Regions from separate parts of the Mus musculus genome. Here all the other regions are linked to region 4. Evidence: chromatin contacts called from public Hi-C data. All regions are on one chromosome and are shown on one strand. The core of a region is the stretch at or near the end of the contact, and the rest is flanking DNA. Distances in the headings are between cores, read along the strand shown.

Region 1 (5,810 bases), core at 2,601-5,100, 120 kb after region 4:
ATCTGAAATACAATGAACACAAATAACTTCACAAGACCGTGACACTTCAATGACGTGGGAGTGTCTGTAATGTCTAACTTCTGGTTTAAATAACCCTGGTTTCTTATCCACGTGAATAATTAAAGGCTAGTTTTCAGTTCAATATTAGTGAAAATGAAGTTGTTGCTGCTTTTTCCTTCATGCATGTTCACACAATCTCTGAATTCTATTGTCATGGAGAGCCATGAGCCACCCAGTTATAGGCCTGCTAAAGACCTTTGCACATCTCAGTAGAGATGCTGAGTCAGAAGACAACCTGTCTCCAAAGTACAGGCTGTCAGAAAAGCCAGTGTTCACTCTACCTTCTCTTAGCCTTCATATCATAAGTACAGGGAAGATGGTGATTCTTTGGAAAGTTGTAGCTTTCTAGGGTAACCAGAGTAACATTTTCTAGCCAGGAGAGGTTTGTGGGTGCCAGTCAGATTGTAACATAGAAGCCTACACACACACATGTACCAGCATATTCACACATGTGTGCACACATGTACCAACATAGTCACACATGCATGCACACATGTATCAGCATATTCATACATGTATGCACACATGTACCTACATAGTCACATATGCACTAGCATGTTTACATATTCATGAACATGCAACAGCATGTGCACACATGTATGTATGCATACATACATGTACACACAATAACCATCACACTCTCACATGCAAATGCACTCAAACACACACACATGCACACACACACACCATTACGCTCTGCTCAAACTGAGTACAACTCACCCATTGTCATCTCCAAATGTGGAGTCCTCTGTTTTCTGTTTAGCACAGGAAATTACTGTCTCCTGATGTGTCATGCTGTGGCTGCTAAACAAGAAATTGGGTTCTGGCAGGTTGACTTAAGCACACAAACAAAAAGTCTGTAAGGGGTCTGAGGTGTGAGGAGCAGGAAATGTGCACAAGGAAGAACAGAGCAGCCACGCCCTGGAAAGATAGGAATCTGAGTACGTGGTGGGAAGCAGGCTCTCAGGTGTAGGATGCACACAGCACCACCCTTTTCATCTTGGCGTCTCTCCCTGAATCACCTTCATTCTCATCTTTGGTACAAACTGACATCATTTACTTCTTTGTGTGTAGGTGTGACAGAAAATAATGTCAGTACAGTCACTATAGATTTATGAGCTGTCCCTTTAGCTGACTGAAATGAAGTTAATTTGACTCTCTGTATCTTGTGTTCTAAACTCAGAGATGTGTGGTGATTGCCAATCAGCCATGGTCGAGGGCAGGGCAGTGTAGAAGGTGGTGCTTCCCTCAGTGGCCGGCCATTCCCATGGGGAAAACAATAAAAAGTGGGAGAGAGTGGGCGGAGGAAGGGACAGCCAAGCAACTTCTCAGGCTAAGTAGGAGGAGTCTGCAGATGGAGTGGACAATCATGGCGTGTTCATTTTGTAACAAATGCTGAGCTCTTGACACAACTGTGGACACTCCCCTGCTTCCAAACCAAATGGCTCCTGTGCTGGTGACATGTCTGAGCCTGTCATGCCTCAGAACAGTGAGAATAATTGTAGGAAGCCGCCCTCACATTCGCCGTTACAAGATGGCGCTGACATCCTGTGTTCTAAGTGGTAAACAAATAATCTGCGCATGTGCCAAGGGTAGTTTTCCACTACATGTGCTCTGCCTTCCCCGTGACGACAACTCGGCCGATGGGCTGCAGCCAATCAGGGAGTAATACGTCCTAGGCGGAGAATAATTCTCCTTAAAAGGGACGGGGTTTCGCCATGCTCTCTCTTGCTTCTTGCTCCTGAAGATGTAAGCAATAAAGCTCTTGCGCTCTTGCTTCTTGCTCCTGAAGATGTAAGCAATAAAGCTCTTGCGCTCTTGCTCTCTTGCTCCTGAAGATGTAAGCAATAAAGTTTTGCCGCAGAAGGTTCCAGTTTGCTGTGTTCTTCCTGGCCGGTCGCGCGAATGCGTGTAAGAAATAATGTTTTAATAAACCCAAGGAATATCTCTTTAAGATCGCATCTTCTTGTCTATGTTAGGAATGCATTGTTAATGCTATTCTCAGGACTGGGAGATGGCTCAGGAGGTACAGTGCTTGCTGTTTGAGGACAGGCCTTGACTGTGAGCCACAGAACCCCTGTAAAACAACTGGGTGTGGTGGATATATTCAGTGCTGTGGAGGTAGAGATAGCAAGATCCCTGAAGCTTACTGGCCAGACACTTTAGTCTCCTTGGCAAGATGGAGACTAGTGAGGGTCCCTGTCTCAAAAGACAAAGTAGACAGTGCCTAGGAATGATACACGAGGTGGATCTTCAGCCTCCACATGCACACAAACAGCAGACGCATACATACAACATATACATATGTAAACATACACATATGTACATTCACACACATACATACATATACCCCATATATACACATCCATATGTATATACACATTTACATAATACACATACAGCATACATACATATATACCCACATACATATGCACCCCCTCCATATATACATGCACACATACATACACTCATGCACACATTTACATACCCATATGCACACATATGGATACATGTGCACACACATACACACACCATACACACAAACACACATGCACTCACATTCACCCATACAAACATTTACACACACGCATACAACATACATATATACACACATATCCCACACACATACACACAATGCATACATTTACATACCCACACACAACATACACATACATGCACACACACACACTTACATACCCACACATACATGCACATACACACATGCACACGTGTGTGTACACACACACTGTCTTTTGTAGGAAAGATTTGGGGAGCTTGATAGAACCCTCACTGAGAAGTTCCTCTCATCAGCTTCGAGGGAAGTTTCATGATGAATGAGATGTTTCTCTGAGGTAAGGAATTATGCAATAACTTACTTTCTCCAGTCTGGAGATGCTTGTGTGCTCTGTGGCAGTGGTTGTAAGTCTTGGTGCCAGGAACATAACACTTGGCTTTTTAAAAAACAAACAAACAAACAAACAAAAACAGTCTTGTTCTACAGCCTAGAGCGTACACAGCCTCATGCTATCCCACTTCAGCCCTCTGTGTGCTGGGGTTACAGGCAGACATTTCCTACAGAGTCATGAAAAAGGTGTGTTGCTTTGGGGAAAAATGACTGACAATATTTGTTACTGATGTTAACATTTGAACTTTCAAGGAAAATGAGATTTGGGGAAACTTGGTTTGCTTTTTTGATCTTGACAGTGCCCCAAAGCCGAACACTTTCCCATGAGACCACAGGGGGCGTGGATGCGTGGTGGTTTGATACAGTACATGGCACAAAGCAAAGTGACAAGGCAAAAACTGGCCCCAGGAGAGCCACAAGGAACTCAGCATTCTCTCCGCCTCCTTGGTTCCTGGAAGCACAAGGTGGCTGTTGACTCATCACAGTGAGACAGAGTGCCAGGTTCCTGAAGTTTGTGGAGCCTGAACATGACACACAGGCACTGACTTAATGTGGGTCCCTAGAGCTCCTGGGTCACGTTTCCTCAAATGTCTCCTTACTGGCAACCCTCTGAGTGAAGGCTTGAGAATAGAAGATGTACTGATGGGCGTGTGGACAGGCCTGAGGGTCACCCAGAGTGGAAGGGCAGCCTCTGTAGAGAGCAGAGGTGCATACTTCATTCAGGGGTTTTGATGCCCAAGCCAGGCTCTCTCTGCTGCTTACTGCATGTCACGGTTCATCTTCATTGCTAACTTGATCACATGTTGAATCACCCAGGAGACACACTGCTGGGAGTATAAGTGCAGGCGTTTTCAGAGATGATTATCTGAGGAGGGAAGACCTACCCTATGGATGATGGATGACATCACCCCATGAGCTTCAGTCCTGAAGTGAATCAAGCGAGGAAAAGAGAACGCCTGCAGACTGTGGGTAGCCCTCCCTCTGTTTCCCAGTCAGACTCCTCAGATGTGAGCAAGCAGCTTGCCTGCACTCTTGCAGTCAGAGACCCTACAGCCGCACCCTTCCCTCCTCCACAGAATGTGTCCTCAAGCCGTGTGGCAAAGCAACTCATTCCTCCATGAGTTGCTTAGTCACAGGACTGAGAACGGTAACTAAGGTACCGATTCTGTGTTGCCTGAAATAGTGTCCACTCAGTGAGACCTGCTCAGCTCCCAGGACTCCTGCGTGGGTGATCCAGTTCTGGTGGCTGCTTGGTGAAGGAGATCTGGGCATTTACAAATGAGAAGGAGATCCTAGAGCAGCAGGTCTCAACCTTCCTGATGCCGTGAGCCTTGACTACAGTTCCTCATGCTGTGGTGACCTCCAACCATGAAATCATTTCCATTGCTCATTCATGACTGTAATTTTGCTGCTGCTATGAATTACAGTGTAAATCTCTGTGTTTTCTGATGGTCTCAGGTGACACCCGTGAAAGGGATGCTCAACCTGCAGAGGGGATTGACCCACAAGTTGAGAACCACTGTTCTAGAAGGAGTGGACGGAACAGGGACATGTCACCCTCTTTAGATTTGGCTTCAAAGACAAGAATCACTAACCTGTGTCATTCTGATGATGGTCAGGATAGACAGAGTGAGTAAATCGGGCCACACTCAGGATCCTGCTCTGACTTGATGTGTCAAGGACACATCACTTCAGTCTTTTGTTATTTTCTCTTGGAGACTTGTCTCAGAGGTCCTCCCCAGTGGGGCTGAATTATTTGTTCTTATTCCTGGGACAGAATGCGTGAGGAGAGCAACTTAAGGAAGGAGAGGTTTCTTGTGGCTCACAGTCTGAAGGTGTGGTCACCATGGCACAGGAGGCACAGCAGTGGTGTGTCACTGGGGCAGCTGCATGGTCACCATGGCAGGGGTTGAGCAGGGCAGCAGTGTGTCACAGCTGGTCACATCTGCATTAGGGAAGCAGACAAGGATGAGCAATCCCGTCTGTAGCTTCCTTTTTATTCAGTCTAAGACTCAAGATCATGGGATGGAGTCCCCTCTACTGAGCTGAGTGTTCTCTCCTCCGTTAAACCTCCAGAAACAGCTTCACGGACATGCCTTGGATCACGTCTCCTAAGCAACTCTCCATCCATTCAGGTCGACTATGACCATCAACCATCAGACCCATATAGCTCGCTCTCCCTGTGAGTCATGTACCCCCATGGTTAACAAAGTCTGTGAGACATGCTTGGAATCATTATCACATGACCTATGAGTTCTGGTGGGAGGCAGGCTGGGAATGGCCTCTCTGGGCTGACATGCAAGCAGGCAGTGTATAAGGACACAGTGTCTGAGATAGTGGAGGAGGCCAGGTGGAGTGGCACACACCTTTGAGCCTAGCCCTTAGGAAGCAGAGGTAGGCAGGTTTCTGCCTGTTTTACATAGCGAGTTCCAAGACAGTCAGCACTACATAGAGAGACTCTATCCTGAAAAAAAAAATGAAAAAAGAAAAACGTTAGAAGCATTATGGAGAGGTAAGGCTGTCTGCAAGGGTTCTTGTCGAAACCCAGTGGGGTTCTCACTGTGAGTATGATTCTCAGCAGGTCTGTGTTGAAACAAGATGTGTTGAAACATGGTACATGCCCACATGACACCTGGGGATTTTAAAGTTTTAAAAATTATATTCACTTATAATATGCACGGGTGTGTGTGCATGTACCATGGAGTGTGTATGGCAGTCAGAGGACGACTTGCAGGAGTGAATTCTCTCTTTCCACCATGTGAATCCCAGAGATTTTAAGCCATAGGGTTTGGCAGTAGATGCCTTTACCTTCTGAGCTGCCTTTCCAGCCCCACCTTTCTGTTTT
Region 2 (6,093 bases), core at 1,538-4,037, 71 kb after region 4:
AGTGCACTTGGTATATGGTGGTATATGGTGGTACATGGTGGCATATGGTGGTATGGCCATCACTGGTGAGTGTGGTAGCTCTGGAGGGTGGTCTAGCAAAGTCCCTGGACCTCTTTCCCAGCACAGCTGGGGACTGGGGTAGAAGGTGACCTGCTTAAGGCTGGGGACAATCCAAGGATGTTGTGTTTGCTCACTCCTCCATTGGCCTCTTTCCCTTTCAATCTCAGAAGCCATTGAGGTTCCCAGGTGGGACCTTCAGGTACACTGGGAACCAGATGGTTGGTGGCCTCAGTGTAGGGCATGGGGGGTGAGGGACCCTGTCTTAACTCCTCTGCATTCCCCAACTTCCCTTCTTCAGTCTGCTCTATATGGTAATAAGAGAAACCACCTAAAACCAGCCTAGGGGACAGAAGGTGGGCCTGGGAGCCAGGTGGGTGGCAGTGTGGCGGGTGCGCACATGTGCGTGTGGGGTGTTTCAGCCTGCATTAGGGGTCCCTACCACACATCTAGGACTGAGGACATTAGCATTTCACTGGGTTCTGTGTGCCCTCTCTCCTCCTCTCCCAGCCAAAGTGCTTCAGGCGCCTCTGCTAAGCCACATGAGAGACTGGCAGCTTCTAGCCAAGCTAACAGGGCTGCCTGCACCTCTGGCTCAAGACACCATCTCAGCTCTGCACAAAGTCACTCAGGTGACCTCAGCAGCCACCAGTTGGTGCTATTATCTTCCATTTCCGGAGGAGGAAGGGAGGCTCAGAGAGGTTAAGTGGCCCAGCTATCAGGAGAATTTGGACCCAGACAGTTTGGCTCCAGAGTCTATACCCCCAACCCCACCACTCCCTTTGCTTTAGTGTGAAGGCTAGGGGCTCTTGTTTGAAAAGTGGTGGTTGAGGGGGTCAATGCTGTGCCCCTCTGTTGCAGGCACTACGATTCTGGTTGTCTAAAGCCCAGAGGCACAGGATGCCTCTGTGTCATTAGCTTCGGCCGATGAAGTGAACTGTCCAGTGGCTCTTTGTCAAATCAGATCTGAGCCATCTTTCAAGTGAGAACACAGAGGCTTTGATGTTTCGTCAGACTCTTGGTGTGCAGTTTTCTTCAGCATCTTCCTCCCAGTGAGTGATGTGTTCCATTAGACGGAATCTTGGAGGCCACCTAATCACAGCTTCCTCCAAATATGGCCCAAAAATGCTCCATCGACCTTCCTAAATGCATGCACTTAATAAATTCAAATTCATTAAAGGAACTAAAAATTATCACAATGCATTGTCCTATGGTGTTTTATAACTCTATGACATGAACAGTTCCATGGTCATCTAATAATTTGTAGCTGTTTGAATGGCTGTGCAGTACTCCATTGCTAGAATTCACGGAGATTGGATTAATCACTAGTCTCAGATTTTCACTTCTCAGTTGCTTCCCAACTTTCAATTTTGTAAGTGCTGAAACCAGAATGCAATAATACACCCCAAGGACAAACAGGCAGCAATAGCTTTGCCAGGACAAAGAGTGGCTCTGCTCAGTTCTGCTCTGCTCTGCTCTGCTCTGCTCTGCTCTGCTCTGTTCTGCTCTGCTCTGCTCTGCTATGCTCTGCCTTCCCCTCCCCTCCCCTTCACTTTTCTTTTTCTTTTGAGAAAAAGTCTCATGTAGTCCAGGCTGGCCTCTGAACTCACTATGAAGCTGTCTTGGTTAGGTTTTGTTTGTCTGTCTGTCAAATGACTAGCTGTCTTTCCAATTCAGAAGCAAGTCTGCAAGGCATTTTCTTGATTGATGATAGATGTAGGTTGCCCCCGCCCCCCCGCCCACTGTGGGCGGAGCTACCCCAGGCAGGTGGTCCTGCATTATTTAAGGAACTAGGCTGAAGAAGCCGTGGGGAGCAAGCTGGTAAGCAGCATTCTGCCATGTCCTCTGCTTCAGGTTCCTGCTTTGAATTCCTGCCCTGACTGCCCTGCATGATGGACTGTCAGCTGTAAGACTGGACAAACCCTTTGCTTCCCAAGCTGATTTTGGTCATGGTGTTGGTCACAACATTAGAAAGCAAGCTAGAACAGCAGCCAAGGTTGACCTTGAACTTCAGATCCTCCTGTCTGTACCTCCTGAATGCTGGAGCTACAGCCATACTCCATCATGCCTTGGCGGGATAGGGCTTCATGAATGTTAGGCAAGCACACTACCAACTGTACTACATCCTCAGCCCAGAAAATCACACTTCAACACGGTCAAATTATTCTCCAGAAAGTTGAGTGGGGCACACACACCTCTGGATAGAGTGTATGCACTGACTTCCTCTCCTAGCTCTGGCTTTCCTTGCTCAAGAGACTCTTAAATTTAAACAGGTTACATCTTTGAGGGGGGAAAATTGCCTAAATAGCAACCTGCCAGATCTCAAGAGACTTTGCATGATCGCAGATATTTGAAGCGTTTAGGAAATTCAGTTCGTTCAAGATGCTCCGGGATTCAGTGGGACTCTGCAAAAGTCACAGCAGAACGGGAGGGAAAGGGACTTGGAGATGCTAATCTCCAAGCAAGGAGGCAGACACTGTCTATCAAATGAAAGAGGAGGTGTTTGATGCTCCCTGGCAGCTTTCCCGACCTCCGATCTAACAGGGTTGCAAGCGCCTCCTGCTGCAGATCCATTGCAGGACTGTTGTTCATGGCGGGCAACCTGGGCAATTAGAGGTTTCTGTTAATTCTCTTCCTTCTCATTCTTCAAGCTTCCCCTCCTCCTCGAGTATCAGCAAGTCGGAGTGACAGGTATTTAAAAGCAGCCTGTCACGCTTCGGCAGCTCTGCTGGGGGAATGACTGATTTCTGTGACATTCTAAACAGCTTTGTGTGTGCATGTGGAGACCCACAGACCCCTCACCTGCTGCCGTCTGCCTTGCAAAGCAGCAGTGGTTTGGTATTCCTGGCGATGGTGGGGGTCTGGGCAGGAAACAGACATACAATCTGTAGATGTTTCTGCATGCTTGTTTGTTGAAATGACCTATAGGTGGATTTCGGCAGCAACAAAGAAGACTTTCAGGGTGTGGCTTAAATTCCCTTCCCTGCAAAGGTTGCTTTAAAAATCACTTTTGTTAGTAGTCTGGGGACCATGATGTCCTCAGCAAATTTGAGAGATACACGTGAACCCAACTGACGTTTTTCTTCTCCCCACTCAGCAACTACAGGAACAGACGCCCGTTTAGAGAAGGCCTGTTCCCTTTTTATATTCAAGGCTTGTTGCTAAAAATTCCCTTTTAGATGAATTATTAAACCCAATTTTTGAAATAAGGACAATGCAGACTTGACTGCTTAGCTTGACTTCTTCTTTGTCTCTGATACATGACAGGCACCTGGTGAGCTGGCGGGGGAGGGGGGCAGCAGAGGGAAGATTGAGAAGCCAGGTGGGGGCACAGGAAGTAAGGGTCATACATGGGAAGAAAGGTCATTTTACAGTCCCCAGATGTCCCCCGTGTGACCATCCAGGAAGGAGCTAAGAGAGTCTAAAGAGAACCAATTGTGCCTCTCTCTCCCTTGGCTATCAAGCTAGTGAAATAATGGGTCCCCAAGGAATTGGAATGTTCTTAGGGGGGGTCTCATGTTGGGGGGAGGGGAAGGGGAAGGCTGAGGCCTGGTGCCAGCCAGAGGGGGTCCTTGTCTCCCAGAAACAGATTTCACACAGTTCTGACAACCTGTTAGACAACCCTGAAAGAAAAGGCTGGAACCCAGACGATGACCTGGACTGCTTAGCTCCGGAAACCTCTTGTCTCCTATTTAAACGAATTTCATGTCAGGACTCCTAAGATGGACTCAAAATATAGAAGCGTCAAGTGATCTCTTTGTCCTCCTCCCCAATACAGCCACACTGAATACACCCCCTTCTCTGCCTCTAGCCATTCCTTGCTTCTTTAATTGCCTACTGAGGCTGAGGCTCAGCCTAGCTTGTCCAAGCTGCCTACTCAGGCCCAAGCTCTGGCCTGACAGCTCTGGTAACGCCTGCTCAAACAATGGTTCTTTATCCATCATGGAGAAATGCACTAACACACAGTTAGCTGCAAACCCAGGCTTCTTTTCTTCTTCATTCATGGAAGTGTGAATTTTGGATTTGCCAGAATTCCTTCAAGAAAGAGGCCATCCTTGGGACCAGGAATTGATTGGCCTAGAATCTCAAGGTGACGGTCTCGAAGAGGAGAGGGGTTTGTGTGACTACTGAAAGGAACTAAGCAGGAGGGACATGGAAAAATCAAGGGGACAGTAAGCCGCAGTGCATGTGGCCCCTGTGTACTGGGGACAGGGCTGTCTGGGGAACCTGACTGATTGTCTAGGTAACACACCTCACATAAGAGGGGCACCACCCCCACTTCCCCATCAAATCTGCAGCAGCATCTACAATTTTTTTAAAAGCATCAACGCCTTGGCAAATGAATATTCTCCTTACTATTTTTTTAGAACCCTGTTATAAAATTTATATCCCTTTTTGTAATACATGAATTTTGATAGCAATTATATATAAAAAGAGTTAACTGTGAACTTAGAATTCACATCTTTGAGCCAGCTTTGGTTGCCACCTGCCAGGCAAGACTTTTCTGCTGATACAGGGTTACCTGGTGTCTCAGTCTGTATAAGCTATTATAGTGAAGCACCTTGCATTGGGTTAACTTATAAACAACAGAAAGGGGCTGCTCAAAGTTCTGGAGGCTGGGAAGTCCAAGATCAAGGGGCTGACAGAATTTATGCTTGATACATAGTATTCTGTGGTCACACAAGGCAGAAGTGGAAAAGGGTTCCTGTAAGCCTCCACCTTGTAACACCATTATGTTAGGGTTAAATTCTAAAAGAATCCAGGGTACAGTCACGGGGAAACAAGGCTGTCAACATTCAGCCCCTGGTGAAGCTAAGCTTTGTTCTTAGCACGTGACTCAGGGACACGTACACTGTGGTTTACTGTCCCCTCAACTCTTCTGGTGTCCCCCCTGTTTGGTCCCTTTCAGCAGCCACACAAACCCCTCTCCTCTGAGAGACAGCCGCCATTTTACAGCTTGTGAAGTGCTGGTCTACTGTTTCTAAGACGGAATGCTCATCAGACTTCACCTGGTGCTTGAATCTGGGCTGGGCTGGAGAAGGAGAATCTGGGGCATCAAGAGTTAAGGGCTCCTTGGATCAAAACATTTTTTACATCGTTCTTAAATCAAGAGGCTATGTGAACAGCCTGGGCTGGACATAGTCCCTGGGCTGAGGAGTTTTCTTGGGAATTTTGGCTTTCCATCATCACTGCTGTGGAGGACATGGGTTCTGTCCCCTGTAGCAACATGGCAAGCCACAACTATCTGTAACTGCAGTTCTAGGGCATCCAATACCTCTTCTAGCCTCTGCTGGCATGGCATGCCCATGGTATACAGAAATACATGCAGGCAAAACACTTCTACATGTAAGACAAAACCCAAACAGCTTCTTTTAAACAAGTATTGAGAGAGAGGGTATTTTTTTAAGGGGATGCGCCACATGAAGTGTATTTTTGTGGATTTAAATATTTCAGAATAATTAGCAGATTCTCAGAGCTCTCTAAGGAGGTGGGCCACACCCAAAGGCCAAAGATCAGCGTGAGATCAGTCATTTCAGAAACACAGAACAGAGACAATTAAAGGAATGAATTTCACAGTGCTGAAAGAAACACACTCCGAGCTTAGAACTCTGTACGCAGCTAGGAAGCACTCTTGCCCACTGGATGACATTTTTCAGTCCTCCAGATTTAAATCTTAAAACACTGTGCCTGGCCCAGCTGTGACTGGAAATGATTTTCTCCATTGCTTTCTCCAGCCCCTTGGCTTTTCTCTGGTCGCAGCATAGCCTTGGTGACTGAGGTAAATGGCGGGCATGTCAAGTAAGATGTCTCTATCTCCACCATGCAACTAATAAGGGATCTCTTGGACAAAGATTTTATCTATATGAATAACAAAACAAGACAAAAGAGCGTGTCTTTAGTCTATTGGAATGGACTAAAGGTTTTCCAGTGGCACAAATGGTCGGTTGCCTTTCCTAGACTGTGACAAGCCTAGCAGAGGTCCCTTCACTCATGGTCTGAAAGGACCCAGGAAAAGGAAGGCAGGACGGACCCAGA
Region 3 (5,577 bases), core at 2,922-5,421, 96 kb after region 4:
ATTGATTAATTGCATTTTTTAATACATATTCACTCTGCTGTTTTATCATTAATGCATCAAGAGGCTGAACAAGCAATAAGACCAAATGGACTTCAGAATGCGGCAGAATTTCCATCCAGTGTGGTCCGCTCTTCAGCCATTACCTCCTGGCAGAGACAGCCCCATTACAGCCCACACCTTGGCTGGAACTTGAAAGCTCTTCATTCTTAACCTTCTTTATTTCCTGGGAGAGCAGATGTGCCTGGGTACCTTGGGCTCTGTGCCACAGGGCGGGCCCTTCACACTGATGGAGGCACACAAATGGGAAGGGTGGACAAAGAAGCGAGCTAGTGAGCTTTCTGCCCTGTGTAGATGGGGAGGTGGCTGCTTCTATCTTGGTTATGGGGGTGTACAAGGTGACCTTACTCCTACCTTCTCAGCAAGTTCCTGAGCGGGGAGGAGGACACTCGGGGTGAGTGACTTCAACCTACTGAATATCAGCTCGTCCTTTTCAGCTGGCTGTATACTGCAGAGCACAGTGCTTTTGAAGGCTAGCTTGGGCCCTAGGGAAGAGCGTTCCGAACTCAGGTCGTTCTTGTACAGCAAACGCATTCATCCGCTGAGCCTTCTTCCCAGCCTTGCATGTCTTTGTGTGTGAGAACCTCAGTTTCTCCATTTGCTAACTAAGTTAAGTGGGTAGGATGCTGTCTAAGAGCCATGAGGACCCAAGAGTTTACAAGTCTGTCCCCCCTTCTCCCCATCATTGTACTGGTTTCCCAAACCATTTTATGATTTTGAGGCTTGTCAAAAAACTCTCTAGATATACTGACAGGAGAAAAAGTCACCAGAAATAACAATGGTTCCTAAAGACCATCACATCTCGGGGTTCAGATGGGAACAACATAGGCTGGAGAACAGCATCGAAGAACAGATAATGCTTTTGGAATCCAACTGCTAGAGGTGGGTAGAGGTGATGCCCATGTGATTGGCTGGGCAGTCACAAGGCTCCCCCTTAGCCACCGTAACTGTATGTCTTCCCAATGCTAGATGGGTGCTCTGCCTCACTGTCAGCCAGGTAAGGCTCCTCCTCCCACTGCCCCCAGTCTGGGAATGGGATCCTTCTGTCTGTCTTGAGTGTTCATGAGGCTCCAGGGAGCTCGGGCCTGACTGAGGATTGTCAGCAGTCAGAGTGGAAGCCAGGAGGACCTGATTTGTGACAGTTGGCTCAGCTGTCATGAATACAGGGACTAGTGAAGGTCAGACAAGTGTTCCAGACTGCACAGACCACCAGCAGGTGTCTGACCCTTGCAGCCCCTGCAGCTGGAAGTACTTAGTCTTAAGCACCCAGATTCACTCAGAAATCCAGGTCCTGCATAGATCAGATTCCTGGGAAGGTGACTTGGCCGTGGTTGACAATGATGATTTTCTTGCTGGCCTTCCCAAGTCCTGGACTCCAGATGCTCCATGGCCTCCATGAAGTTCAGGCCGTCTCTCACCTTCCCAAGGCCACCTTGGCCACGAACCCAGCCCAGTCCTGGCAGGGCAGATGAAAAAGCTGGACAACATTGGTGTCCATGGACAAGATGTCAGGACCTGTTTACTTCAGGGTGCTGTTCTCATCCTTAAATTTCTCCCCATGGATGGACCTGCCGCCAGTGCCATGATGGTGTGTGATGTTGCCACCCTGGCACACACATGAACCCTGGAATAATTCTGTAAAAGGAGGAGTCCTCGTATCAAAATTCTTTCTCTCCAGTGCTCAGAGCATGAACATTTTCTGCTGTCTTTGGAAATTTTTCTGCAACCAACTCAAAGGAGATAAGACCCAAGGGCTCACTATTGCCTGCCATGTCAGAGAACATGGTGGAATTAACCTTGGCTGCAGCAAGCCTGGATAGGGGTCAGCTGCATCTGCAAAGCCAGCCCTTGCTATTATTAAACATCAGAGTAGACACTTGAATTTGGACTGCCTTGTTGTAAATTATTCTCTTTTCTCTAAATGGCATTTCCTTGCACAGGGGAGGAGCCACACCTGAGATGTGATATTCGGGATAGGTCTTCTCTAAGGTGACACCTAACAGGCAGGGTTAAGTGTCAGACCCCTGTACATAACTTGAAGCCTGAAACACACTGGTGGAGAAAGGTCTCCTTGCCATGGAGGCCCCTCCCTGACTGGCCTGTGGGTGATGCCCCCCGAGCACATTCTCCTCCTCTGTGTGGAAGCCAGTGGCTGCTGCTGGCTGGGGTATTGTCTGCTGAGAAGCAGGGAACCAAGAGGCAGCAGTGTTTATCGATCTAGTAATCGACTCTTGTGCTTCCGGATAGATTATCTTCCCGGAGTCTTAGCCAGCAGCATCCAGCTGCTAATGCGATGCCAGGCAGCAGGTTCTGAGCTTGGAGGCTGCACAGGCTCTGGAGACTGGCAGTCAAGGTGAAGTTCACATGCACATGGTCCACCTTGGGCCACATTTGACTGGCCAAAGAACCGGCCAGATGAGACAAAACTTGTAGTCTCACAAGCTCACTGTTTAAAAGTAACTCTGTAGAACATGCATTGGAGGCTCCGGGTGACTGGGATTTGGCTCTATAGCACAGGCACTATGGTGGGTAGCCAGAGGAGGGTGTTTCCTCAGACCCAAGAGTTAAGGCTGCATGGCAGGAACACAGTCTGATACAGTTTTTCAGGGAACAGATTTAACCACGTCCTTGTTCAGAAACCCATTCAGCTGAGCATGCTTTGAGGTCATTACCATCCAAGGTCACACTGTTCCTGAGGGCAACCACTCTCAACCATTGATGCATAGAGGCCACACCAGTCCAATCTTCCATAGAGAACCTTCCGGGATGTTCTTCAACCCTGAGTCCCATGGAACCAAACACTCTGTGCTCATGCTGGCATTCATCTCTTCACCCTTCAGGGGTTGTTTCCAAGAGCATGACCTAAAGATGCCACACACAGCACCATAGGGCCCAGGTGGCCTGATGACTCTTGGCCTGTCTGAGAGAAGTTGCAGAGGTAAGCATCAGTCACCCCAAAATATCTTCAATGCATACTCTTACCTGACTTTTTAAACAGCGAGGAATCAGCTGTTGACATTCCTGTCTGGCTGCCTGCCTCTCTATCATAGGGCAGATGTATATCCATCCATCTTTCCTTCCATCCATCCATCCATCTATTAAATTGCTAATCAAGCATATAATAGGTACATATAGATGATAAGTAGAAAGATATAAATACAGGTAAAGGACTGATAAATAATAGATAATTGATAGTTATTAATAGATACCTGTAGATATGTGATAAAATAGATTGATGTAGATATATCTCTCTATATAGATATATAGATAATTGATAGATGACTGGTAGATAATAGAGATTGATAAATGAGATGTGGATAATAGACAATATATAGATGACTGATAGATGACAAGTAGAAGTTAGGTAGATGCATAGACAGAGAGACAGATATCACCTTCGGGCAGGGGTGCAGCTTAGCATGGCTCACATTGATTGACCATCAGCACTCCTCCTCTCCCACTCTGCTCTGCATTCTGTGGGCTCTGTGGCTTCCTTCTCTCCTGTTGCCCACTAGCCCTATCTTCTCTCCTGGGTTCCATTTACAGATCAGTTAGGGTCCCTTGAGGAAGAATAAGATGCCAATTATTTGAGCAAAAAGAAATTCATACAAAGAAGTGTTGCTAGGCCTGGCGGCAGGCACCTGTGGTCCCGAGTGCTCCGGAGCTCCAGCAGCAGCATGGCCTGAGCCTAAGAATTTGAGATCATCCTTGTAAAGAGTTAACTGTGTAAGAACAAGACAGAAGATTCTAAGGGAAAACAGAAGCAGCCACTGTAGGAAGCTGTCTCTACTTCCAGGGCTGGGGGAATTAATCAAAGAACTAAGATTGTCACAGTGCCTAGACGATTTGGAGGGAGGGACCTGGTACAGCATGGTCCCAGATATCTGGAAGGAGCGGAGCATGGCCTCTTCTGCAGAGAGGGTGCTGGCACAGCATAGGCCAAAGAGCCACATCTGAGAAACAGATGATGGAGACATTGCTCGTGGGTCCAGCAGCTGCTAAGCAGCTGCTGCAGTTGGGAGGGAAAAGGAGCCCAGGCAGGGGCAGCTGGCTCTCTGAGGAGAGACTGCCCTGGAGTACCTGCTTTCTGCTTGGCCTTCCATTCTTCTTAGCACCCCCTGGTGGTCAGAACAACAGGGTGTTGCTGACAGGAGAGAATCCTTGCTTTGCAGAGTCCCTGGCCAGTACCACAAAGAGTGATTCATAAATTCAAGGTCAGACACAAAGGGTCACCAAGGTGATAAGACCCAGAGAGACCTGTGATAGAGGAAGAAGGACTGTATGTGGCTCTTCGTTCTTTGAGAGCTCAGGCCTGGAGTAGACATGCCTCCTTGGGGACAGATTTGAGGTTGGATGTGAAGGAGACACGAGAGCAGGGATATGGAATGGAGCCTTCCTTCCAGGGGTGGGACCGGATAACAGGCAGTGGAATGGATATCACGCTCCCAGAAGAAACAACCTCTGAAGGAACTGTCTACCATTTGCCAGACCCATTGGAACCCTAGAGGTGAACAGAGCTCAAGGTGTGCCTCATGGGTCAACAAGGGCACTGGGGGCAGATGGGCAAAGATTGTCTTTCCTACTCTGGAGCTAAGGAGACTGAGGTCGAAGGATCAGCAAGCAGAGACGTCAGCTAGTGTGCCACAAGTACTCAGGAGAGCTATGGACGATGCCTGGCTCATTTATAGATAACAATGTCATGTCAAGTCATCACAAGACTGGACACTCCAGATAATGGGCCAAGGGTGATATTAGGGGAATCCTGAACTCAGCACCAACGCTATCCAGTTATCTGGCCCCAGTGAGGAAGATGAGAAGGCAGTTTGGTTTCTGTGGAGTCAGAAACACAGACAGGCCTCAACCCCTATAGAACAATCAGACTCTATCTATCGTCAGACTAGCTCTCCATGCACAGGACTCAGGCCTGGGAACCCAAGGGTGTGAGCAGGTTGAGTCCTGTAATGGGTTGCTAATTGTTCTGATTGCAGCTCTGGGTAGAGTGTTTCTGGAACTGCAGAGATCTGACAGGGGAGGAAATACCAGCAGAACATTCTGGATGAATAATTCAGTGTGCTGAAATGGGAAATGAGAAAGTTTGCTTTCCACTAAACTCAAATTTGAAAAGAAGAAAAAGGAAATAGGCAAGCTGAACTGAGAGTGTGGTCTCCTCACACTCAGACCTCAGTGTGCACTCTCCCCACACTCAGACCCAAGTGTGCACTCTCCCCACACTCAGACCGGAGTCTGCACTCTCCTCACACTCAGGCCTGAGTGTGCATTCTCCCCACACTCAGACCTCAAGTGTGCACTCTCCCCACACTCCCCACACTGGGACCTCAGTGTGCACTCTCCCCACACTCAGACCCGAGTCTGCACTCTCCTCACACTCAGGCCTGAGTGTGCATTCTCCCCACACTCCCCACACTCAGCCCCAAGTTTGCACTCTCCCCACACTCAGGCCTGAGTGTGTACTCTTCCCACACTCAGACCCTAGTGTGCAGTCTCCCCACACCCAGACTC
Region 4 (5,789 bases), core at 3,144-5,643:
GTCTGCAAATCTGTGAGTGTCGGAGAACAAGCAGTCTGACCCTAGCAGATGAGCTGCATCTGAGCTGCATCTGAGCAAAGCTACCCACAGTATTTTGACCCCAAGCTTTCAAATTAGCATCCTAAAAAAAAAAAAGACATTTTGAGACACTGAAAAAAGTCGGAGGGTCTTGATGGTCCAGAGATAGCCCAGCTAAATGGAATCAGAACCTAATTTCTACTGAAAGACACAAATAAAAATGCTTCTGACAACCCCAGAGTCTCCTCAAAATGAAAATCAACTAACCCTGAGCAGTAAATTCATCTGTGTGGGATGCGAGTGCATTTGACAGAATGTGCACGCAAGGCGCATTCTTGAATCCTGCAGAAATATCTGTGCAACGATTTAATGTCATTTCAAATGAAAGGAGCTGCAATTCCAAATGTTGGGGTGGGGAGTGCTGGCTTGCAGCATCTGTGTTTTGTTTGTTTGTTTGTTTGTTTGTTTGTTTGTTTTGAAGGCAAGGTCTGGTCTTGAACATGAATCCTCCTTGCTCTGCTTTTTAGTCTTTCAAGAGTGCTGTATGTGCCACCACACCCAGTTTTCAGGTTTTTAAAGTAAAGCTACTTTTTACTGTCAGACACACTCTTGCACACACACACACACACACATGCACACGCACTCGAGCATGCACATACTCACACATGCGAGAGAGAGAGAGAGAGAGAGAGAGAGAGAGAGAGAGAGAGAGAATAAAAATGTATTAAATTTCAAATACATAAAAAATCTAAAATTCCCTGAAATGGCTGATTTGCAAATTGGGTTTTCATCAAACCACTTATAAATTCAGGTATGATGTGACGTGGGCAGATGAGAAAGATTTCCAGAGGCCCACTCTAAGTCAGATATCAGGCGCCCCCTCCCTTTGTCCTTTAATTTCCTCCAATGTCCTGAAAAAGATGTGTTCATTAGCAACATCTCTCTGGGGGGGGGGGGGGAGAGAGAGAGAGAGAGAGAGAGAGAGATTGATTGAGATTTGCTGGCATGCTTTAGCAGGGCAGGTGTTAATTCAGCCAGGTCGCTGGCTTCATTGAGATGTTCTGGAATGTTCCTCACACAATGCAGTTTATATATCTACTGTAGGAACTCAAGGCAGTAATATTCTGGAACCTTCTCACAGTAAAATCAACAGCAAGCAAGTAGACAGTGCCAGCTTCCTCAGATAATTACTGATGTCTTAGGAAAAGACTCTCTGAAGCATGGCTGCCCAGGCACTAGCATCCAAGCTGAGCGCTAGAGCCAGGATCTGCCCTTGTGAATCCTGAAACTGAGCGCTAGAGCCAGGATCTGCCCTTGTGAATCCTGAAGCTACTGAAATCGATTTGAGTTTTAGAATGACCTGCAATCACAGACAATTTACCTGATTGCTTGTTCCAGGGACTCAAAGCCTTCAAGGTGCTGGGATTTGTAGTTGTGTTTTGTAGATTTAAAAGAGGGGAAGATAATGTAAGGGGGAAGGTGTGTGTGTTGGGGGGACAGAAGGAGCTTTGAACTTAAATTATCGCTTTAAAAAGAAACATGCAATTTTCACTCGGAATAATGGCTGAGGTAAGTGCTAACAGGTCCAGCCAGATCTGGAAATGTGCTATCTCATTCTAGCTGTCAGGTGAGAAATGTCTTTTTCTTCCTTTTAAATAACGTATCTACTTTAAGAATGGATGGTAGGTAGCCAAATGGGCATCTTTCTAGAGAAAAAATTTTTTTAAAGAAAGTAAAAATGATTTAAATTTCTCTTCTTCTTGGTCAGCCCTGCTGTCTGTGCGGATGATACACAGACGGTGGCAGTGAGAATTAGGAATTATGAATTCAGAACGCCTCTTTCTTCAAAGGGCTTATAATACTCTTTCCTATAGATTTGAAATCTTGTCTTTGCAGAGGTGGCTTCCTCTAATCATATGTGGCATGTCCTGACTCAGTTCTTCTTGGTGGAGCTTGCAGTAAAGGGCTAGTGCATCCATTTATTTCTTCTTCCTGTTCTCATGAAGATACCGGATGCTTAACTATCACACATGCTGGCTTATTCTGTATATTACCTGAAAACCTCATTAAAAAACAAACAAACAAAAAGACACTAAAAACCCAAACCCTTATTTTTATTAAGAAATCTTATCAGGAGATCCAACGCCTTTGATGTTTGTTCTCGACGTGTCTTTCAGCCTCCCCGACCTTAAAGTTTAGAAGCAGTTCTCACTCTGTCTTCTCCAACAAAATCAGCCTCTCAGAGTTATTACAAATACTGGTTTGCGAAGCTGACAGGTGAAGTGGAGTAATATTAGGTTTTGAAGGCTGCACAGGAGTCGAAGCCCCTCTCCAACATTAGTGCACATGAGCACAGGCATCACAGAGCCCGATGCTGCCTCGCCCTGCACTGCTGCAATTGCAGGGTTCCTTCCCTGGTGTCATGCAGACACTCAGAAGAAGGGTGGGGCTCCCTGGTCTTGCAGTGTAATGGCAAAGAGATTCTCTGCTGTTCAGAAAACTGAATTGTTCACATTCTGGTTTTCCAATATTCTCCACAAATACCTTGAACATAATGGGGTGGTTAAGACTGTCACTGTTTCTAATGTTACAAGGGAGATGAAAACCTTTGTGTCAGGCCAAATGAGATGTGTGCACCAGTGCAGATGGTGGTTATCAAAATGAAGGGGGTGAATCTAAAAGCCCAAGGAAAATCTCCTAGGGAGGAGACTGATAAGAATGAATATATATATATATATATTATATATATTTATAATATATATATATATATATATATATATATATATATATATATATAATGTGGTTAAGGTCTAGAAGTGAAATCTAACTGTGCTAAGCTCTGCTGGCAGCCTTATGAGTCAGCACACCTCTCAACCCTTCAGCAAGTGCAGCTAGAGTAAATGGGTAAGAGCTGTCTTTGGACACACCCATTCTCTCTCTCTCTCTCTCTCTCTCTCTCTCTCTCTCTCTCTCACACACACACACACACACACACACACACACACACACACCTTTATGCTGCTGGGTGTCTGAATTCAGAGCTTGTATCCCAAACTGCACCCTTCCACCTCCACTGAGAAGACTCAGCTCCAGTGCAGAAGGGCTAGCCTTCAGCTCTCTCCCCAGCGTAATTGGATCAGGGCTTATTTCTTCCTCTAGGGGCAACTCCTACTTCATTTTCTCTCCAGTCTGCATGTTATCAGCTTGACATCCCCTTCAGTGGCACATGACAAATTAAATTGGCCATCACTGTACTCATCAAAGGAGGTTGTCTTCTGTTCCCCAGAAGTCCTGTGTTCTCTCTCTCTCTCTCTCTCTCTCTCTCTCTCTCTCACACACACACACACCTTGGTTTTTATTTATTTCTATTTTTTTCCCTAGGGTTTTGTTTGAAAGGTTATAAGGAACATATGGACCATAAAGCCAAAAGTATAGTCGCAAAATATGACTCAAATACCTACATCTCTACTGCCTTGCATTTAAAACAAAAACTTTACAAAAACGCGAATTAAGTTATTTTCTCCATCTTCCCTCGTAATTCAACACTTTAACGCATATTTTCTGCCAAAAAGTCATAAAGTAAAAATGGTGTATCCTAGGCGCTTCCAAGTCTCACACATCCTTGGCAGAATAACCTGCAGCACAGGGGTAGATCAGAAACGGAGGGGGTTAGCTGGTTAGCAACATCTACAGCCACTGTTTCTTCTCTCCTTGGCATTTCAAGTGGCTTTTGGGGACAGAGTGACGGGACCAACGCAGAGGCTTCGCCCTAGCCCTACCCAGGGCTGATTCTCAAAAGGGCCCCCGCCCCCCACATTCAAACACGCCGGGTGTACCCAGCCTGCGCCAGCTAGCTAGAGCTCCCGGCTCCTATCTGAGTGTCTTTTCAACCTTTGTCAAGTATCTCAAGACAAGAATTCCTCAAATCAAAGCGCTTTCCCAAACCAGGGACTGGGGAAACTCGAAAAAGAGGCCCAGAAGGCGAGTGACTTCGGACTTGTTCTGCAAGCTTGACTTAGTCATTACACCAAACCTCCTGTGCCCTAGAGGATCCCGGGGTTCCCACACAGTAGGAGGGCATCCCATGCCTGCGCTCCCGCTGGGCACTCACCTACTGCTAGAAAAGAAGTCACAATCTGTGGTCCAGACTTCCGCCGCAGAGAAGCCCAGCACGCCCACCCAGAGGGCTAGCGCGCCTCCGCGGGTGGTCGGATCACAGGGTGCCGAGGGTACCCACTGAGGTGGCCGGACATCTGGGTGTCTGAGCGCGCCCTCCGAGGTAGTCTGATCGCTCGCGCCCGGTAGGGCGGTGGGAACCCGGGCAGCTGCTGCGAGGAGCGCTCCCGGGCGGGTCCGCGCCGAGCTCGAGCGAGCGGGCGAGCGGGGCGGGAGGGGCCATTTGTAACCGAGCAGACGCTACCACCGCCCCTTACTCGCGGGGGGCGGGGGCGGGCGGTCAGGTGATGGCGGCCCACCCCGCGCCGCGGAGCCCGGTGGTTCCTGCCCGGGAGGAGCCCCCTGGCGCGCTCTGATTGGAACTCCCGCTGCAGTAGGAGGGGGAGGGGGACACGTGACCGCCCGACTGGGCAGCCGGCGCGCCCCACCCGCTATGGGCACCCCATCTTTCCTCCCGGAAAAGCCGGGGAACACAGGGAAGGCGGGGGAGCACGCAAGGTGCAACCAGCTCCTTTAGCTGCAGTGCCGGGTGATCACCGCAGCTGAACCTGGGAAGGCATTCACACTACCAACCGGCCTTCACAGTCCTCCGCCCTGCCCTTGGCAGTAGAACCCTCCCTCCTCTGCTGCAGCCCCCCCCCCCCCCACACACACACACTGACACTCTGAATAGACCCCACCGGCACTTCATAGTCAAGCGTGACCCCTCCCCTCTCTGTCTCTTTCTGCGCACCGGCGAGAGTGAGTACCCGAGAACAGCTTAAGGCGATGCGATGCATTGCAGACACCGCCCAGTTCCAAGGCTAGAAAACCCCGCAACCCACGACTAGACCACGCCCGGGAATGCCTGATAACTCCAAGGTCTACAAGGTTCTGAACTCGAACAGGCTCCCTCAGGAGAAGGGAACCGCAGTAGAAGGCCCACCCTCCCCAGAGAGGGCAGTGGTCTTCTGAGTGCAAGTCCAGTCCTCAGCCCAGGGGAGCAAAGATCCAATAAAGGTCAAATTAAAACATAAGGTAGTGACGCCGCCAGGGACGTGCCTCATGGTTGTGGGAAGCCGGCAATTAACCACCCACGACCGGGCGTTGCTTTTCTCTCGAATGTGAACGCCCTCGGAGTTGCGCTGTTCCATGCTCGCTCCAGTTCTCTGCAGAGAACGGATTCTGCAGCCTTGCACTCTGCTTCCCCATGACCCCCTCCCTTGGTTGCACCATCCTAGATGGCAGGAATTCAGAGAAAATGCGGTGTCACGTCCGCTGCGACGCCCGTGGACGCGTCTGCGACAACCCCAGCAGCACATGGGGACCGTGAATCTGCTCGCCACTTGGGCCATACTGTGGGCATTCTTATGAGATTATTAGAAGCAAACTGTCTCTCTCTACACTGGCTTCTTTCTAACTTCTGTCCAAGAGAGTTTTGTACTGTATTTGGACGTGGATGCGGTTTTTGGCCAAGGCAGAAACCGCATAGTCCAAAGCACAGATGGGGGAAGAAGGTGGGACTTAATGGTCCCATTGCACTCCAACTTCCCTCTCAACCTCTACCCGCGAAGCAACGCCTCCCTTAACCCAGAGGGTCTTTCCCCAACCCCTTC

Evidence for each region. Hi-C and Micro-C count contacts between places; a contact is called where the count stands out from the background.
Region 1: a contact with region 4 is called in a Hi-C map of cerebral cortex, with 4 times the contacts expected there. The contact joins the enhancer-like site here to the promoter of 9530059O14Rik in region 4. A contact is called at or near these places in 5 of 484 Hi-C or Micro-C datasets (the N1E-115 cell line, cerebral cortex, cortical neurons and 1 more) and 7 of 115 datasets of contacts at active chromatin or transcription factors (SST interneurons, astrocytes, craniofacial prominence and 4 more).
Region 2: a contact with region 4 is called in a Hi-C map of the N1E-115 cell line, with 5 times the contacts expected there. The contact joins the enhancer-like site here to the promoter of 9530059O14Rik in region 4. A contact is called at or near these places in 3 of 484 Hi-C or Micro-C datasets (the N1E-115 cell line, muscle stem cells and nephron progenitors) and 4 of 115 datasets of contacts at active chromatin or transcription factors (embryonic forebrain, embryonic stem cells and neural progenitor cells).
Region 3: a contact with region 4 is called in a Hi-C map of cortical neurons, with 2.5 times the contacts expected there. The contact joins the enhancer-like site here to the promoter of 9530059O14Rik in region 4. A contact is called at or near these places in 8 of 484 Hi-C or Micro-C datasets (cerebral cortex, cortical neurons, embryonic stem cells and 4 more), 8 of 115 datasets of contacts at active chromatin or transcription factors (astrocytes, embryonic forebrain, embryonic stem cells and 2 more) and 1 of 9 other capture datasets (embryonic stem cells).

What each region holds. Positions count from the first base shown.
Region 1 is chr9:122,453,626-122,459,435 of GRCm38.p6, reverse strand. No RefSeq gene overlaps it. Among named protein-coding and RNA genes, the nearest start is that of Gm35454, 18 kb to the right of the region's middle. Within about 2 kb of position 3,850, at least 22 of the 459 cell types and tissues checked have an H3K27ac peak or open chromatin away from gene starts, as enhancers often do. A contact at or near this core is called in the N1E-115 cell line, cerebral cortex and cortical neurons, where this site is marked.
Region 2 is chr9:122,498,680-122,504,772 of GRCm38.p6, reverse strand. No RefSeq gene overlaps it. Among named protein-coding and RNA genes, the nearest start is that of Gm35454, 64 kb to the right of the region's middle. Within about 2 kb of position 2,787, at least 14 of the 459 cell types and tissues checked have an H3K27ac peak or open chromatin away from gene starts, as enhancers often do. A contact at or near this core is called in the N1E-115 cell line, where this site is marked.
Region 3 is chr9:122,475,060-122,480,636 of GRCm38.p6, reverse strand. No RefSeq gene overlaps it. Among named protein-coding and RNA genes, the nearest start is that of Gm35454, 40 kb to the right of the region's middle. Within about 2 kb of position 4,171, at least 3 of the 459 cell types and tissues checked have an H3K27ac peak or open chromatin away from gene starts, as enhancers often do. A contact at or near this core is called in cortical neurons, where this site is marked.
Region 4 is chr9:122,571,105-122,576,893 of GRCm38.p6, reverse strand. It overlaps 9530059O14Rik (RIKEN cDNA 9530059O14 gene), which reads right to left and starts at 4,393. Exons shown (of 2, transcript NR_015610.2): 1 at 4,130-4,393.